Linked DNA regions of Pan troglodytes: region 2 is linked to region 1. A link is a contact called in public HiChIP or PLAC-seq data. All regions are on one chromosome and are shown on one strand. The core of a region is the stretch at or near the end of the contact, and the rest is flanking DNA. Distances in the headings are between cores, read along the strand shown. Region 1 holds the start of DIXDC1 (DIX domain containing 1). Region 2 holds the start of NKAPD1 (NKAP domain containing 1).

Region 1 (5,055 bases), core at 1,281-3,780:
GGGTCCCAAGGAGGCAGAGAGGCACAAGAGGAAAGACACATGATCTCAGCCCTGGAAGAACTGAAAATCAAATTTAAGAGATAAATTCATATAAACAAACAGTTGTAATATCATCTACTGGTGCTGTAATAGATGTGTACTCATGCTGTGGGAGAATGAGAGAAGACACTGATGTCAAAATGTCAAAGAAATAATAGCAAAGGGCCAGGCCTAGTGGCTCACGTCTGTAATCCCAGCACTTTGGGAGGCCAAGGTGGGGCGGATCACTTGAGATCAGGAGTTTGGGACCAGCCTGGTCAACATGGTGAAACCCCATCTCTACTAAAAAGAGAAAAACTAGCTGGGCACAGTGGTATGTGCCTGTAGTACCAGCTACTTGGGAGGCCGAGGCATGAGAATTGCTTGAACCCAGGAGATGGAGGTTGCAGTGAGTCGAGATCGCGCCACTGCACTCCAGCCTAGGCAACAGAGTGAGACTCTGTCTCTAAATAAATAAATAAAAGCAAAGTTCACAAGTCAGCAGAGGAGGGAGAAGGTGTTTTAGGCAGATAAATCAGCTCATGAAAAAAAAAAAGAGACTGACCTGATTCAAAGTGGCTGATTGGTATAGCTGAGCACTTCCCACCTTGCATTGTAAGTGTGTTTACTTATTCCCCCTAGCAGGCTGTAAGCCCCCTGAGGTAGAGGAAACAGCTTACTCATCCTTCTACCCCCAGAACATGGCACAGAGCCTGGCACATAATGGGTTCTCTTGTTGAACTGTGTTAGGGGCTAGTGAAAAATGAGGATGGAAGATATTATGGCCAGATTGTGAAAGGGCCAGATTGTAAACCCTGCTAAGGAGTTTGGATTTAGGACTAGTAGACATGAAAGAAGTGAGAATGGAGGCAGGGGGATTAGACAGAAGCCTGCCGTTAATAGTTTAATAGTGATTTGAAGAAGGCAATCTCAGTAGAGACAGGGAAGAGAGAATAAATTTAAGTTGGATTTCTTCCCCTCAGGAAGCCAAACAAGACGGACACTGAAGCCGCAGCCCCAACAGCTGCAGCAGAATCTCCCAAAGGTAATGACAGGTCTCTGTCTCCTCTCTGGGGCTGCTCGGACATGGGATCCCAGTAGTCAGCTCTTTTGCACTGCAACAGACACATTTCAGTCACCTGTAGAATTTGCTGGCTCTGTCTGTCCTTTGCTCAAAGGAGCAAAGCGAAGGGACATCAGTTGACCTGCCCCTGCATTGGAGGTGAGGGGCAAAACCAAGCCATGAATCTCCCTTAATGCTATCCATTCCTCGCAGGGCCATGAAACAACAGGACATACGTATGAGCGGGTGTTACAGCAGCAAGGGTCTCAAGAGAGGAGTCCAGGCCTCAGGTCGGAAGACAGCAACTTACATTATGCTGACATTCAAGTGTGCAGCCGTCCCCATGCCCGGGAAGTGAAACACGTGCATTTAGAAAACGCTACAGAGTATGCGACCCTTCGCTTCCCCCAGGCCACACCTCGCTATGACAGCAAGAACGGGACCCTGGTGTGAGCGCTGGGGAGGAAGGCCGAGTCCATCGTTAACCACTACTCCTGTGGGGGAGAACCTACTGCTTTGGGGAATTGGGTGGCAACCCAGGGATGTTGGCCACGTTTTAAGCTTAAAGAACTCCAAAGCCCCTGGAATTGTGGGCGTCCCATTCTCCCCTGGCCTCTTACTTGCCACTGTTAGGTTGGAGTTAATAGTTGGTTTAGCTATGGGTGGATAGCTAAACTTAGCTATCCACATGAGGTTAGGTGGAGTGTGCAGGGAGGTAGGTCTTCGACCCCACCATTGTTGCTCCTGCTCTTGCAAAGTGCAGAAAGAGCAGGTAAAAAGTTAGCCCATAAGCACGTGGGCTGATCTTGTTGGACTTTAATTAATGGTATCCTTTTTCACACAGCTTAAACTCCAAAGCTGAAGGGGAGGTGCTCCGGAAAAGCGTTCTGAGCTTTTACATTCAGACACTAGGGCTGGCTTGGGCCATTTTCTCAGTGGCTGAGTCAGGTTCCAGACCTTAACAGACAAATGGGGGAAGGGGGCTTAGGCGTGGAGGAAGCGCTTTCAGGACCTCAAGTCAGTGATAACCGACAGCACAGCGAGGCCTGGAAACTTCCCTCGGAGGGACTGTTGGCTCTCGCAGGTGCGGGGCCGCTAGGATCAATAAACGGCCTGAGAAACATGCCCGGCGCGTTTTCTGGGGCGGGGCCCCGAGGCTCCTTGCGAGGAAAGCGGATCCCGCCCAGTTTTAAGGGCGGTTCGAAAGTCCAGCCAGTAGACAGGCCTTCCGGCCCCACCCCCAGGCCGCGGCTGGAGGCGGAGCTGGAGGGGGGTGGGGTTTAGGAGAACGGGGGCGGGCTACCATTGGCAGAGGGCGCAGTTCCTGGGGCGGGGGTCCATGCCGGGATTGGTTGTTGTCGGAGCTCCTGGGAGGCGGATCCGGAACGGCAGTAGGGGGAATCTGGGTCCAGGGGGCGCGGTCTGGGCCTGCAGGAGGCGGGATCCGGCGGGCCAGAGGCGGGACCAAGGCCGGCAGGGGCTGGCTCGGGCTGGCTGGAGGCGGGCGGGGCTTGGGGCCGGCCCCCGCATCACCATGGCAGCGGGAATGCCGCGGCAAAGCCAGAGCACTGGCAGGCCGAGCCCAGGAGGGCTGGGGACAGAGATGCTGAACCAGACGGACCCATCATTTAAGAGGTAGGTGCTGAAAGGTGGCGAGTAACAAAAATATTACCCAAGTTGATCATCCACATCGAAACTGGGGACACGCGGAGGTGGCGAGGATGAAGTGGGTAAGAGGAGGCTAAAATTTCAAAGACCAAACCGCCCTCAGCCTTGTACATTCTTAGTGTGCAGTTTCCTGCTTCAGACTTTCAGAGCTTAGAGAGGAGGGGTAACGCACTCCCCTTTCTCGGTCTGTTCTCCGTTCTCCCCAGATACCGCTGCCTCTCTGCTGGTCCCTAAGAGGGATGATTAAAGACTGGTAGAGTACTGAAAATGAAATTGTAGCACACGCACACGCAAAAGTTGGCAATAATAGTATCGGCCGGGCGCGGTGGCTCACGCCTGTAATCCCAGCACTTTGGGAGGCTGAGGCGGGCGGATCACTGAGGTCTGGAGTTCGAGACCAGCCTGGCCAACATGGTGAAACCCCGTCTCTACTAAAAATACAAAAATTAGCCAGGCATGGTGGCACGGGCCTGTAATCCCAGGTACTCAGGAGACTGAGGCAGGAGAATCGCTTGAACCCGGGAGGCGAAGGTTGCAGTGAGCCGAGATCTCGACAAAGCACTCCAGCCTGCGGGACACAGCAAGACTCCATCTCAAAAAAAAAAAAAAAAAAAAAAAAAATAGTATTAGCCCCATAAAGTGTGAGAATTTAAAGCACTTGCGACAAGTACATAGTTTGCAGTCAAATGTTGGCTGCCATTGTATCATTACCATTATCACTTTTTCCCGGCCCGTTGTCTGGCAAAGACTCAATGCAGGCAGATTCAGAAAAGGTGGGTTGGAGGACTGACCCCCACCACTAATTGGTGGAGAAACTCTGTAGCCTATTTTCTATATATTAAATGAAGGTGGCCGGGCGTGGTGGCTCACGCCTGTAATCCCAGCACTTTGGGAGGCTGAGGCGGGCAGATCACCTGAGGTCAGGAGTTCGAGACCACCCTGGCCAACAATGCGAAACCCTGTCTCTACTAAAAATACAAAAATTAATGGCCATACCACCCTGAACACGCCCGATCTCGTTTGATCTTGGAAGCTAAGCAGGATCGGGCCGGGATAATACTGGCGAGGCGCGGTGGCTCATGCCTATAATCACAGCACTTTGGGAGGCCGAGGTGGGTGGATCACCTGAGGTCAGGAGCTCGAGACCAGCATGCCCAACATGGCGAAACCCCGTCTCTACTAAAAATACAAAAAAATTAGCCGGGCGTGGTGGCCGGGGCCTGTAATCCCAGCTACTCTGGAGGATGAGGCAGGAGAATCGCTTGAACCCGAGAGGCGAGGCTGCAGTGAGCTGAGATTGCGCCACTGCACTCCAGCCTGGGCAGCAAAGCGAGACTGCGTCTCAAAAAAGTGGGGGGGAAAAAAAAGGTAGAAACATTAACTCTGTTTTCAAAGATTATTTACTGCAAAGGTCAAATAAGATGATGTAGATGATAGTACTTCGTAAGCTTAAAGTGCTATATACAAATTTCTGTCTTTAGATTATACATGCCGGGCCATGCGCGGTGGCTCACGCCTGTAATCCTAGCACTTAGGAGGCCACCCGAGGTCAGGAGTTGGAGACCAGCCTGGCCAACATGGTGAAACCCCATCTCTACTAAAAAAGTACCAAAAATTAGCTGGGCATGGTGGCACATGCCTGTAGTTCCAGCTACTCGGGAGGCTGAGGCAGGAGAATCGCTTGAACCTGGGAGGCGGAGGTTGCTGTGAGCCGAGCTCGTGCCACCGCACTCCAGCCTGGGCGACAGAGCAAGATTCTGTCCCCCCCAACAAAAAAAAGAATTACACATGTTGTCTCTCTGGGTTAAAACTCAGTTTCTGAGGATAGAAGGAAGTAAATGCCAGTAGCAGAGCTTCCAGTATTTCTCCTGATTATCTTCAGAATACTTCCTGTGGTCCTTGACTGATAAATATAGGAAGAAAGGAAAATGCATTGTTGCTTGACTAACGATAGGGGAGTATTACTCTTCACTTTATTAGTATTAATACCTAAGGAACTAGGTTTAAAAATGCCACTGGGTTAGCTGGGTGTGGTGGTGCACACCTGTGGTCCTAGATACTTGAGAGGCTGAGGTGGGAGGATCACTTGAACCCAGGAGTTAAAGGCTGCAGTGAGTTATGACAGTGCCAGTGCACTCCAGCCTGAGTGCCGGAGTGAGACCTTATCTCTAAAAAAAAAAAAAAAAAGTAAATTTTAAAATGCCACTGGGATAGCCCTGTTGTGCTTGTAATATCTTCAGCTGGACTTCCTGCTAACTAGGGTCCTATTTCTGATACTTCAAGATGACTTAAGTTGGTAGGTTTTG
Region 2 (5,055 bases), core at 1,895-4,394, 150 kb after region 1:
CTAATATTTAATATTTGCATTTTTCTATCTTAAGTTTTTCACCTTTTAAAATAGAGATTTCTAGTTTGCAAAATGTATACAGGATCCAAAAACATCTTAAAGCAGTTTAATTTTCCATTTACAATCATCAACTTACCCCTTCTCATTTTTTCTCTTAAATCTATGGAATCAGTTTGGATTCCCATCAGATTTTGTTTCATTCTTTGAATGCTTCCTTTTATTCTAAATTTGGTAATATGGTAAGAGTGTGAGAGGGTGAACTGGAATTTCTCCTCAATGCATTTCATGGCCATCTGAATTAACTGATTTTTTTTCACTTGGTCCTTTTCTGCTGCATGAAGAACATCAGGATTGTAGGCAACATCAATGACTGTGTAAGCATCTGTGTGTGTAATTGAAAGGGTATGAAATGAAGACAAATTGTTGCACTAATGATACTGTCAGGCAATATATTAAACCATATTCCTGATAAAGCTAGAGAATATTCCTGTATTTTTCAGAGGTAATCACAGTAGTGCTACAGCAATTATGACATTTCTTGGCACTTTTGCATGGATTAAAACAGCTCATCTTATTACAAAAGTTAAACAGTATTAAATTTGGATAAAGATACACTAATTGTAATTATATTATCAACAAATAAAGAATTTTACTTGAAATGCTCTCAACCAAGTAAGATCTTGTCCATTCCTAATAAAATTTTTACAATGTGCTTTCTCTCAATTATTTGTACCTGATATCTCAGTTGTATCTTCTGGTTTGCCAACAGTTAGAGGTACTGGATGAGTGGTTGATTGGGGAGCTGGGATCCTTGTCCACTGACACAGGTTGATAAAAAGTATTTTTTCTTTTGGTTTCTGGAAAGCAAATAATTTTGCACATCTCAAAACCTAGTTTAAAACCATTTAAGGCCAGGCATGGTGGCTCACGCCTGTAATCCGAGCACTTTGGGGGTCCAAGGCGGCCGGATCACCTGAGGTCAGGAATTTGAGACCAGCCTGGCCAACATGGTGAAACTCCGTTTCTACTAAAAATACAAAAATTAGCCAGGTGTGGTGGTGGATACCTGTAATCCCAGCTACTCGGGAGGCTGAGGCAGGAGAATCGCTTGAACCCAGGAGGCGGAGGTTGCAGTGAGCCAAGATTGTGCCATTGCACTCCTGCCCGGGTGACGAGAGTGAAACTCCATCTCAAAACAAAAACAAAAACAAAAACATTTAAAAAATAATATCCTAAAAGCCACTCACCACAGGAATGAAAGAATTTTAGGCTCCAAGTAAGTCATTTCATGTATTAAAACTGCGTTTGATTATACTGTTGTTATTTGATTTCCCCAAGGCTGCTGGCTTTTAATTAGGAATCCAGACCGGGGTGGTGGCTCACGTATGTTACCCTAGTACTTTGAGAGGCTGAGGTAGGAGGGTTGCTTGAGGCCTAGGAGTTCCAGATTAGCCTGTGAAACACAGGGAGACCCTGTCTCTACAAAAATCATTTAAAAATTAGCCGGGTGTGGTGATTCCCAGCTGCTTGGGAGGCTGAGGTGGGAGGATCGCTTGGGCTGCAATGAGCTGTGATTGTGAGCTGTGATTGTGCCACTGCACTCCAGCTTGAGCGACAGAGCCAGCAAGACCCTATCTCAAAAAAAAAAAAAAAAAAAAAAAAAAAAAAGTCTGCCAGGCGCCGTGGCTCATGCCTGTAATCCCAGCACTTTGGGAGGCTGAGTCAGGTGGATCACCTGAAGTCAGGAGTTCAAGACCAGCCTGGCCAACATGGTGAAACCCCGCCTCTACTAATAATACAAAAATTAGCCGGGCATGGTAGTACACACCTGTAATCCCAGCTACTTGGGAGGCTGAGGCAGGAGAATCGCTTAAACCCGGGAGGCAGAGGTTGCAGCGAGCCAAGACCACACCATTGCACTCCAGCCTGGGTGACAAGGCAAGACTCTGTCTCAAAAACAAAACAAAACAAAACAAAACAAAAATAGCAATACCTAAGTGTAAAGTATTCTCTGGTTATTCTGGGATCATTTCATTCTAGACCTCCCCATCCCTGGCACCAACTCGACATACCAGAATCCTGGTCTGTAGACAAAGCTGTGGTTCTGGGGCAGCACAGAGCTGTTTCCCTTCTTTCAGCTGCTGCTGAATAAACTTCTCATAGCCCTCAGGGTCACTTTCAGCTAGATCATCTAGGAGGTTCCAAAACTGAGTAACTTGGGTAAGCAGACCTTTTGAGGATGTCTCCATGACTGATGAGTGGTGAATAATTTTCTTAAGCCTGTGGAAAAACACGACTTCAGGAAGAAAACTGTCTGTGTAATTATTGATTCATTTCTGCTTTGGGGAGGTGGAATGGGTCAGGAATTGTTTTGGTGAAGTTAGGACAGCATTTGTGTCTAAAAGGTTGTGGATCAGCACCACTTTATGTTTTCCTTATTCTTTAATTATCTAGTACCTCTTTCTAAATTCTCACATTGTCCTCTCAGATAAGGCCTTACTTCTACTTGGACCCTGACAAGTCAGAGTAATCATTTTAAGTCTGGGTTTCCTGATCTTCTTGTTCCAACACCTGACTGGTGGCTCCCCACTTCTGACATTGCCAGAGGTGTGGTGTGGGGTGAGGGCCACATAAGACTTCCTTAATCCTCAGTATAGTTTAGTATTTCAAAGCATGGACTTGTGAGCCAGAATGCCTAGATTCCGGTCTTAGTTCTATCTCTCACTAGCTCTGTGACCTTGAGCAATTAATGTTCTGTTCAAAATGAAGACGATAATATCTCTACCATAGGATTATTGCGAGATTAAGTAAGCTAATAGAGAGGCTGGGACACTTCTCTACGTCTTCAGATAAATCTCCTTAGCCTCTTCTCCCATTGGAGAGGTGTCCCACAGCATCTTTAGAATGAGGAAAAGAGGTTTAGATTCTTCAATTACTGTGTAAGGGTTACGCTAAACGGGAAACTTAACTAACGGGTAATCATTCCATAGGTCTGCAAACCCACCTCTTCTCTCAGTTCTAACGGGTAATCATTCCATAGGTTGGCAAATCCACCTCTTCTCTCAGTTCCTTGACAAACCGCGACGCCTGTTACCAGGGTAACCAGCCTGGGTACAACATCTAATTGGGTCCGGGGAACTTCAGGGAGAAAAGTCTCTTCATATCTAGTTCCGGAATGTCCCCCTTCTGGTGCCAGGCTTGCTTTTCAGTTGGGCCTGACCTACTTCTCTTCCAGGAAAGCGCCCGCCTTCCTTCTGCACCCGTCAACCTCTGGAGTGTCCTGAAAACCCTCCCTTGTGGGAGTCTCTGGGCTTGCCTGTTGGTGGGACGATTTCTCAGGAGCACGACTTCCGGCCTGAAAAGGAAGTCTCCTCCTTTTTCTCCCAAACCACTTCTTCCCCGCTAACCCCGCCACGCGAGGCTGCGGCGCACGGTATGGGTGTGTTTGTGTGTATTTGTGTGGGGAGGGCGTTTGGAGGGAAGGTTACCGGGAGCTCCGAGGCCGCTGGGGAACAGGGATCCCGGTGACAAAGATGGGGATATTTTCTCTGTCTTCCACTTGGAAACCTCAACCCCCGCTTCAGGCTCCCTAGATACTTTCTGGGGCCCAACCGAAGGCCGTAGCCATCCAAAGCGTTCCCAGCCTTTCTGGGGAGTGAAACTTACCCCCGGGGTTCGTCCTAGAGGAGCGTGAGCGGGGAATGCCCAGGTCAACCGGGCTGTCCGAATTCCGCCCCGGCTCAGCCTCCGGCCTCAGTCCGGGAGAGAGATCTGCCTGTCGGTCTGGGCTGGGGGAAACGCGGCAGTGGCCTGGGCCACAGGTGAGGGCAGAGTAACCAGTGGGAAGGCTGCGTTTTCACGAAGGACTCGGGTGAAGCTGCAGAGCTGCCTTTGAGCCCTGACTCCTTGGCTTCCTGGGTCGGAGGAGATCTTGTAATGGAGTGGTTCTTCGTCTCACTAACAAGATGCCTGATTTCCTCAGGATCAAGGGGTGAGTGAGCGTTGGGGTGGTTGCACAAAGCTCCTGCTAGCTACACACGAAAATATTCTTGTCATCTAGTTTTTGGAAGCTTCCGTACCAAGTAGGAAATAAAATGCCCCCAAATGGAGAAATTTAGGACATCTTTGCATTTGATGTTTTGAGTCATCAGTTTCTGTTACTGTTGACACCTGTGGTTCCTGACACTCTCAAATCTACGTATTTGCTTCAGTGCAAACTGTATTGGGATTGGAGGTTTAATTTTTAATCTAGACAGTGACATACATCATTTGCCTGGGACTATGTGGCTTGGGACGTTACAGCTTTAAGGGAACTTCATCTACAAAATAGGGATGGAGATACTTGCCTCATATAAAAAATAGTTATTATGAGGATTAAATAAAATGGTGCTCATGAAAGCACCTAATTTTATGTAGTCTTGTGCATTTTCAAAGTACTTTAATGTACATTATCTCCTTTCATCTCACATTAGTGTGTTTAGGCATTTCCCTCTTTTAATGGTAAAGGGAAAACTATTCTTTAGAATCTCTGACTTCTAGTTCAGTGATCTTTCCTGTACCTCATGCTTCTTTATAAAACTTCAAGAAAAGATAAAGTAATAACAGAAATTATTACTAAACGTTATTTGTTGATTCATTTCAGATTGAAGAATGTCACGGATTCCACTGGGGAAGGTCCTCCTGAGGAATGTCATCCGGCACACAGATGCTCACAATAAGGTGGGAGGTACAACCTAGTTACTCCTCAACGCTTACTGAAGGCAAGCAGTGTGCCAAGCATTATTTTGGCACAACTGGGAGATACAAAGAATATTCTTGTCATCTAGTTTTTGGAAGCTTCCGTACACAGTGGGAAATAAAATGATGAATAAAATAGATAATTATAATACAGTTTGATAAGTACTGTGTAACAGAGATATTTGCAAAGTGCTTTGGAGCACTAAGGAGGAAATAATAAAATCTACACTGGGGAATTAGAAAAGATTTTACAGAATTAGTGGTATTTGAGCTGCTGATCTTTGAACTGGTTCTTGAATAGCTATATGTTTACCAGGT

The links. HiChIP or PLAC-seq counts read pairs in DNA pulled down with a chosen protein or histone mark.
Region 2: a contact with region 1 is called in an H3K4me3 HiChIP or PLAC-seq map of stem cell-derived excitatory neurons, with 2.2 times the contacts expected there. The contact joins the promoter of NKAPD1 here to the promoter of DIXDC1 in region 1. A contact is called at or near these places in 1 of 7 Hi-C or Micro-C datasets (stem cell-derived neural progenitor cells) and 1 of 1 datasets of contacts at active chromatin or transcription factors (stem cell-derived excitatory neurons).

Annotation. Positions count from the first base shown.
Region 1 is chr9:113,909,859-113,914,913 of NHGRI_mPanTro3-v2.0_pri, forward strand. DIXDC1 (DIX domain containing 1) reads left to right here and starts at 2,531. Exons shown (of 21, transcript XM_009424149.5): 1 at 2,531-2,716. It overlaps C11H11orf52 (chromosome 11 C11orf52 homolog), which reads left to right. Exons shown (of 4, transcript XM_009424146.5): 3 at 1,002-1,063; 4 at 1,295-2,204. The coding sequence ends at 1,534.
Region 2 is chr9:114,058,404-114,063,458 of NHGRI_mPanTro3-v2.0_pri, forward strand. NKAPD1 (NKAP domain containing 1) reads left to right here and starts at 3,145. Exons shown (of 6, transcript XM_001146132.7): 1 at 3,145-3,433; 2 at 4,643-4,719. The coding sequence starts at 4,651. It overlaps PIH1D2 (PIH1 domain containing 2), which reads right to left and starts at 3,113. Exons shown (of 6, transcript XM_016921982.4): 1 at 3,005-3,113; 2 at 2,073-2,296; 3 at 734-857; 4 at 137-382. The coding sequence starts at 2,249.